Linked DNA regions of Danio rerio: all the other regions are linked to region 1. A link is a contact called in public HiChIP or PLAC-seq data. All regions are on one chromosome and are shown on one strand. The core of a region is the stretch at or near the end of the contact, and the rest is flanking DNA. Distances in the headings are between cores, read along the strand shown. Region 1 holds the start of armt1 (acidic residue methyltransferase 1). Region 2 holds the start of si:dkey-25e12.3. Region 3 holds the start of mthfd1l (methylenetetrahydrofolate dehydrogenase (NADP+ dependent) 1 like).

Region 1 (2,723 bases), core at 73-2,572:
CTTTATTTAAAAAGATTTAAGACCTACAACACAATATTTCAGTAAATTTAAGACTTTTTAAGGCCTAAAGTTTGGATTTTGCGTTTTAAGGCATTTTAAAACCCTGCAGAAACCCTGTTTAGGGGACTTAGACTTTTAATTGAGTTAGATTATAACAATTCCCAAAGTAATGATTTTAATGTAACATAAATTCTCTGTGGATTTCTTAATTTGGCCTCATAATGTACTGATTTAGCAGATTTGCGTTACTTCATATACAGAGCCTCTTGGATCCTTCGGTACATGTAACACTCCACATAGAGCCACGGCGACTTGAACCAGCTGACCAGCTGCCCATTCTCCATCAGGTCCTGCTGTCTTTCCATGTATTCATTCCAGGCCTGTGTGTCTTCAGCATTATCAGTGAGAGCCAGCACAGGTTTGTCTGTCTGCAGTTCATTCCTCAGCCTAGACAGGAAGGAGATGGCCCTCTTCTCTGCCTCCGTCCCTTCCTGATCAAACACAGGAAGTTAAATCTGCTAGTAGATGCATGATTTACTTGAAGAGCAACATAATGAATCACTGAACACTTAGTAACAAGAGAAAAAAAAATAAATAAATAAATAATAATAATAATAATAATAATATATATATATATATATATATATATATATATATATATATATATATATATATATATATATATATATATATACCTCGCCATATTCTTTATAGAAGTTGTCCTTATTGCGGTGTAATGTGTCCACCACTTTTGTGAGTATAGTTGGCAGTCTGTCTCTCACAGTCAGATAGGCAAAGGACCTAGAAATGGTAAATACATTAAATATTTTAGAATTAAAATCATTCAGATTAAACACTGTCAAGTTTGTCAATAGACATAACCTAAATTTACATTACTAGCACTGCCAATTTGATAAATAAGAGAATTCGAAATACATAAAATATAGGATTATTTTTATTGATTGTCACGTAACGTAGTAGTGTGGTCTTTGTAATCAATGGGTCGCAAAAGCTCGTTAGTCGACTATGTAGACAGTATATGTAGACATATATGCCTCTCCAGCTGTACATGACTTGACACCATTAAACAGTTTCAGCAGCTTTTAAAACACGACCATTGTAGGCTGTCATGCTTTCATTGAAACTGAGTAACACGTAAAAATACGACAGATACCTCGCTGTAGCCTAATTCTACATTAAAGTCGTAAACGGCTAGCACGAAAGAATAACTATATTTATGAAGACATACCCCTCAAACTTAGCAGAGAGCGACTGCGGGGGCAACATTCCCTCTGCCTCCATCTTTGCAAACAGGAAGAACTCGTGAGGTGATTTTCAACAAGCTTTATTTTAGAACGGTCGATGAACAATCACAAGGTAGTATACTTGTCTAAAATACAGTGTGTCTCTCATTCACATACCGCGGGAGCACATTCAGACACAAATGTAAACATCATATTTTATATTTTATCAGTAATCATACGACAACTTTAAGCTGTCAAAACATCTCTTGATCAATGACACCACTGACCTCTAGTGGGCGTGTAAACAAAATGCCACGATGTAACAATATTATAATTGTTTTTAAATTATCACGCCAATCATAAACTAATAATTTAGTATCAGTTCAATTTGAACAATCACTGCACTGAACATTTTTTCAACACATGAATGAATCAAATAAACAAAATATGAAAAAATCCACATTAAATATTCCAAAACCACATTTCATATTTATTTCACTTGTTATTTTAGCTTAACAAAAAGCTTATGTGGGTCTCCTGTAATTGTAGATGATTTGAGCAGGTCAGTCAGTCTGGTCTTTTTGGCTGGTATTAGACAGTTTTGGGCACTTTTCTGCTTGTCAAGCTGGGTGACCAGCCGGCCAGAGCTAGACAATTAGCTTATCCAGAAAGGACCAGAGAGAACCAGCTCAGTCTGGTTTAAATTTCATTTTAAACATAGGTAAACTGGGGTAGTTCTAGACCTATTTTTATTTAGTTTATTATTTTTATTTCACCCAAACAAAAAACTATCATGTCAATAATTTAAACATATTGAACCATTTTATCCTCTGATATTGTGTGTGTAAGTCCATACACACAGAATAACAAACTAATGTTGATGAGAAAAACATTTTGAACCATTTCCCCACATTTTTAGTTTGTGTGTTTGATAGTCCTTATATATGCTTGTACATTTACTGTAATAATAGTAGCACACTAACCCTCTGATAATAAATTCATACAACTGCCCTGTAACATTTAAGGATTAAATATCTAAGTGATTGTTACTGATTTACTTTCAATGATTTAAAAGATAACTCAGGTTTGTTTAATATATCTAATCTACATGTAACTTTCAATAACAAAATGCAGATAGGCTACTATATTAGCTAAACCAACTAAATTTCATTACTCTTGTCTACAAACAGCAGCAATTCAAACTAAATCATATTTAAGGATGATAATGTGATTTTCAAACATTGGAAACAGAAAACACAGTCCCAGATGTCTTCATCGCCCCAGTAGACCACATGGCCTGAACAGCAGCTTGTTTTCCACCACCCCCCAACTTCCCTTTCCTCTTTTTTTCACAAACCCACGGCCTGAAATAGTCATCCTCATTTAGCAATCTTAAATGTCCATGCAGGCTGAAGTACTCTTTAAAAATTTCCTAATATTTTTCTCAATTCTTGTTTGAGTTTATTCACGGTATTTCCC
Region 2 (2,723 bases), core at 67-2,566, 160 kb after region 1:
CTGTGCCTAACAACAACCATTACCTGTTATAAATTCAATTCAATGTAATTCATGGCTTCTTGGGGCTTGTTGCTATCAACAAAATAATGACTAATGAACCAAGTACTATAGGACTATCTAATGAATAAGCACTCTGCTATTATCACTTTACTAGTATCTAAATACTGGTTTAGCTAATTAATACGTACGATTGGAGTATTTAATGGAAAATTAAAAATATTTACTAGTAGCATTACAGCAGGATAGGACTACATCATTTACAGGATATATTGTGTGCACACACACGACACGTATCTATCTTTCCACTCCGTGGGTAAGTTTTCGGGGTTCCCCCGCCCCTGTCACGCGGATGAGGTCAGAATCTACGTCAGCTTTAACTTATTTTTAATTTGATATTTATAAATGTATATAGGTTTGGACAAAACAACATATAAACATCTGATTACAATATAAGAGCAAAAATCTCTACAACTATTTGTCCTCTGTCATGTTACCGCCCCAGTGAATAGATCTCGAAGCATTTGATAACTGGACCAGCCCTTTTAATGTTTATTATGACGGCTTAATTTTTCAATTTAGAGTGACAACAACTAAAACTTCCTCTTCGTAAAGAAGACTATAAACATGTAAAATTATATAAAACATTAGCTTTAGAAAGAGGAGTGAATCTGCCAATTCATGGAAGTGAAAGAAAAAATGGAGATAAGAGCAACTTAACGTACCTCTGCGAGTATCTCAGTGTATCGATCATCGCCCTTCGCGATGGTACAGAAGATACACGTTTTGTCCAGGCTTTCGTCTATGGTATCCTGCTTGTTTTCACAGAAACAGCTGTTATCACACATTCTGGCTCAATGTCCGGCAAACCGAAACCGCCTCTTAAGTTTCCAGTAAATTGTGTCAACCGCTCTTCCGTGTTCCTCCATTTAAATCCTATGAGCTCATCAGTTTTATGACAGAGTCTCGGTGATACAGTACGTTACAGTATTACGTTAGCCGCGTGTATAAAACTTCATAAATTTTGCTTACGGTTTTAGCACTGTGCGTCCTGACACTTTCGGTTTGAGCAAATCCAGAGACTGTCGTAAAAAAGCTTGACACGAAAAAAGGCGTCTAACATGAAAATACAATGTAATAGGTGAGAATTAACGGAGTGACAAGGCGAGACAAGGCTTAATAGTCTTTCTCACTAAAACCGTCACACACTTACTCACATTGCAGTATTCATTTGAACTCACAGGAGCAGGCGTTATTAGCGGACACTAAAATAGTTACATTGTGCGAATATTGCAGCCTACTTTGTATTTCTTTTGAAATATTCACAACTGTCATTTGATGGTCATGTGACCTGATGATGTCACACCAGCTGTAGCTTTCAATATTTTTAAATATACTTTTATTAATAAGTTTTATAAGTATAATAATTTATAATTTATTTAAAGACAATCTAAAGGGTGTTTAATAAAAGGAACTTGCATCTAAAAGTGAAATTTGACTATGATGTCTTTGAATAACCGATATATGAAGTATTAAATATTGAAATATATTTTTTTCAATATGTTGGTATAATTTCTTTTGTTCAAAGCAAATTATGTATTTTGATATTTATTTTTTAGAACATTCCATGTTATATAAATGTGTAAATAAAACATTTAATAGTTTTATGAACTTCAAATTACCCAATACAACATTACACATTTTTCATAAATGTCTATCACTGCAAATCTGTAAAAATGTCAAACTATATTAATTCCATCATTATTAGGTTTTAAAATATTGTCGTGTTTTTAAACCAAAAATAAAATGTAATGAAAAAAAAATATTAAATACTGATGATTCTATTTATTTATGACACGTGTGTATGCATGCTTTTCTGATTACTAAGAACAATAAAAATATATATTTTATACACACACACACACACACACACACACACACACACGCACGCACGCACGCACGCACGCGCACACACACACACACACACTTTTAAGTGTTACTTTTTGTGATAGCTTTATTAAAAAATTAATAAAGCCCATTATGAACACATGACTCCATTATATCAGAAACGAACCCATCAAATCATAGTCTGCCACTGTCACTAATCTAGATTTTCAAAAAATCTGGTAGCCTACGCTAACGTTCAGATATAAAATAATATTAAAGTTTTATTGTTTACTCATTTGGTGTTCGTTGATTTTTCTCATCGAAAAATTATTTGTCACTGCCCTCTGCTGGTTACAAACAGACACAGATCAGCCTTACTGACTAGACTCCATCAGTCTGAAACTTTTTGATGCAGAAAAAATTCTAAACAACAGCAATAACACTTGATAGTTCAGACCAGACATTATAAAAACACACTAACACGATTCACATTAAGGTTACAGTTTTGTAATGGTTATTATTCTGATTGTGTCAAATGTTCACAATCTTGTAATAATGTTCAGACACCCTGTTAAATTTCAGTGTTTAATATATGCTATAAGCAATTATTAAACCTTTGGCAGGTCTTTACATTGGGAAATAAAACATCAGATGAACAACAACAACATATTGCGTGACCAAAAATAAGCCAGAAACTGATAATTAAATGCATTAACTAGTCATCAGCATTTACTCGTCCTATACTTAGTTCAAATGTTTTAACTTCTTTCTGCTGCAACACAAAAAGAAGATATTTTGAAAAATGTTGGAAACCTGTAACCATTGACTTCCATAGAATT
Region 3 (2,723 bases), core at 131-2,630, 140 kb after region 1:
AGTTCAGGCTTAAACAGAAACTTGTTTAAATATACTTAAAAACAGTTAAAGGCTTAAAACTATTTAAAAAGTATTATTTAATAATGCAGCCCTGTCATTTTAAATCTTTACATTTTGCCATTATAATTTAATCTGCTGGGTTCACCAATTCCTCATCAAAAAGTTGTTACCATTTCAAATTTAATATTAAAAGTTACTAATAATATGTATTATTATACATACATTACATAGTACTAAGTACAGGTCAGTATTAGGTTGAATTTACACAAATATATCAATTACACTTAATAAGACATTTGACACAAAACATATTTGAACCCTTAAAATAGACATTTAGGTTGCATTTAATGTGTAATTTATTTAAAAATCACTTCACTAGGGTTTGATATGGCACTGATTCAAATTAGATAATGAATGCCACCCATAAAGAATATATAATTTCAGGGAAGACCAAAGAGCGCTGTAACACTTTTCATTGTTTTTTGCTTTACTAAAATAACTGTATACTTCCCTTCTTACTTAGTTGTATATACTTGATATAGTTTGTCTTCCAACTGCAGTTTCCAGTTATGGTGAACATATATGAGTTATTTTAGTTTTTAAAATAATAAAAAAACTTTTATACTTTAAAATAACTATTGTTCCCACAAACAAACACTTAAAAGAAATCCTTTACCGAGAGACGATCAGTATTGTGATCGTCCACCAGGGGAGCGGGTTAGATGAGGACATTCAATGTAACACTGACCCACTAAAAACATTCATGTTTAGTTAAAATAAAGAGTCGCACTTTATAGGACATTCAAATACTTATACAGTATCACAATATGAACATGTAACCTAGTTAGGACACAGAACAACTATAGTAGACTACATCCGCACAGTGTGAAGACAGACTGAAGACTAATGGGAAGCAGAAGTTACATCAGCAGGCAGACAAAAACCGGCAGCACGTGGAAACAAATCAAGGCAACACAAGAGACACTTTATCTTCAGTAACGTTACAGCTAAAGTAGCTGTATAAACAAACGTGTTACTTTTCGATATGAACGTTTTTTACTGACAAAGTTTAATTCTTACCCAACTGCTCTTTCATACGGTGGTCCTTCGTATTTTCTCGCATGACTTTGTAAACTGGCTGCTGTTTCAGTTGTACCGCTGGTAGAACTCGCTTCTCGAGCCCGCAGAAAAGAAACCGCGCTGATATCAGGTGTGTGTCTGTTCTCCCGGGATAAAAATTTGACACAAGTACGTGATCTTTGTATGGTTGAGTGGCTCCGGCGAGCGTGGCGAAAGGCGACAGACAGTCTCATCATGCTACTTGGCTGGAGCTGCTGACAGAGCGGAGTCTGGTCTGATGCTCAGGTGATTCTCGAGCACTACTGGAACAAGACAAGCGCGTGCTAGACACCGGCATCACGGGAGCGCGCTCACTGAAGAACTGCTGAAGAGCACTTGAGGCGTTTTTGTAATAATTGTTCACAAGTCTAAGCAAGAACACAAATGACTCATCTGACATTGGGCAACATCTTATTTTTTCGCAGCGTTTTTTCTTTTCATTTACAAATTTGTAGAATTTGTGTTTTTTTTTCATAATTTTTTTTCTTTTATATATCACAATTGCCCAATAAAGACAATAAATATTATCTTAGGGATAGTTAGATACGGACCCAAACTAAAAATTAACTGGGCATTTAGTCACCCTTAAGCGGTTCCAAAACATTGAGTTTCCTTTTTCTGTTGAACACAAAAGAAGAGTTTTAGAAAAATGTAATCATTGACTTCCATTATGAGATAGTGTTAGTGAATGGTTACAGATTTTTAACATTCCTCAAAAAATAAATAACTAAATGAACTCAAGCAGTTTTGCGACAAGTGAACGGTAAGTAAATTATGAGATTTGGGTGAATCTCTTTAAGACTCACAAACTGTAGACCATAGTTAAATTTAAGACATTTTTTATAAATGTGCCTTAGAAAAAAAAATACTGGTGTGCATCTTGACACACAAAATAAATAAAAAACTGATTTGATATTTTAAGATCAGTCAGTGCAAGTTTCTTTCAGTTAAAACAGCGCACTTTTATTTTAGTCTGGAATATTAATAGGATAGTTCATCCAAAAATTAAAGTTACGATCATTTACTCACAATCTTTATGACATAAGTTTCAAACTGGATTCCTGGAGGGCCGCAGCTCTGCAGTTTTGCTCCAATACTAATCAAACACAGCTGATCGAAATAATCAAGGTGTTCAAGACTACTAGAGACTATATTAAGCAGGTGTGAGTTGGAGGTGGTTGGAGCTATGCAGAGCCGCTGCCCTCCAGGAATTGAGTTTGAGACCATTGCTTTCTGAGTTTCTTTCTTCTGTTGAACACAAAAGAAAATATTTTGAAGAATGCTAGCTGGCTGGCACACACCGACTTACATAGTTTTAATAAATTCAATGGAAATGGATTCCAGCAACCAGCATTTTTCAAATGATCCTCTTTTGTGTTCAACAGAAGAAAGAAACTCAAATAGGTTTTGAAAAAGTGCAGGATGAGTAATGATAACACAATTATTATTTTTTCAATGATTTTTAAGCCTTGTATCTGCAGCCAGGGGATAGGTATAGGGAGTAAACTAAGTAACCCAAGTCACACTGATGATCCTCATGGCAAGAGCTGAAAGGAAGCATAGCATTAACATAAGCAGGAACAGCACTGTCTAAAATTGATGTC

Evidence for each region. HiChIP or PLAC-seq counts read pairs in DNA pulled down with a chosen protein or histone mark.
Region 2: a contact with region 1 is called in an H3K4me3 HiChIP or PLAC-seq map of gastrula embryo, with 5 times the contacts expected there. The contact joins the promoter of si:dkey-25e12.3 here to the promoter of armt1 in region 1. A contact is called at or near these places in 3 of 4 datasets of contacts at active chromatin or transcription factors (caudal fin, embryo and gastrula embryo).
Region 3: an H3K4me3 HiChIP or PLAC-seq map of gastrula embryo shows a contact between it and region 1, with 3 times the contacts expected there. The contact joins the promoter of mthfd1l here to the promoter of armt1 in region 1. A contact is called at or near these places in 1 of 18 Hi-C or Micro-C datasets (embryo) and 3 of 4 datasets of contacts at active chromatin or transcription factors (caudal fin, embryo and gastrula embryo).

The regions. Positions count from the first base shown.
Region 1 is chr20:29,105,171-29,107,893 of GRCz12tu, forward strand. It overlaps armt1 (acidic residue methyltransferase 1), which reads right to left and starts at 1,323. Exons shown (of 5, transcript NM_001014331.2): 1 at 1,250-1,323; 2 at 696-801; 3 at 250-491. The coding sequence starts at 1,302.
Region 2 is chr20:29,265,206-29,267,928 of GRCz12tu, forward strand. si:dkey-25e12.3 reads right to left here and starts at 1,317. Exons shown (of 5, transcript NM_001025555.2): 1 at 723-1,317. The coding sequence starts at 845.
Region 3 is chr20:29,245,781-29,248,503 of GRCz12tu, forward strand. It overlaps mthfd1l (methylenetetrahydrofolate dehydrogenase (NADP+ dependent) 1 like), which reads right to left and starts at 1,381. Exons shown (of 27, transcript NM_001242996.1): 1 at 1,081-1,381. The coding sequence starts at 1,316.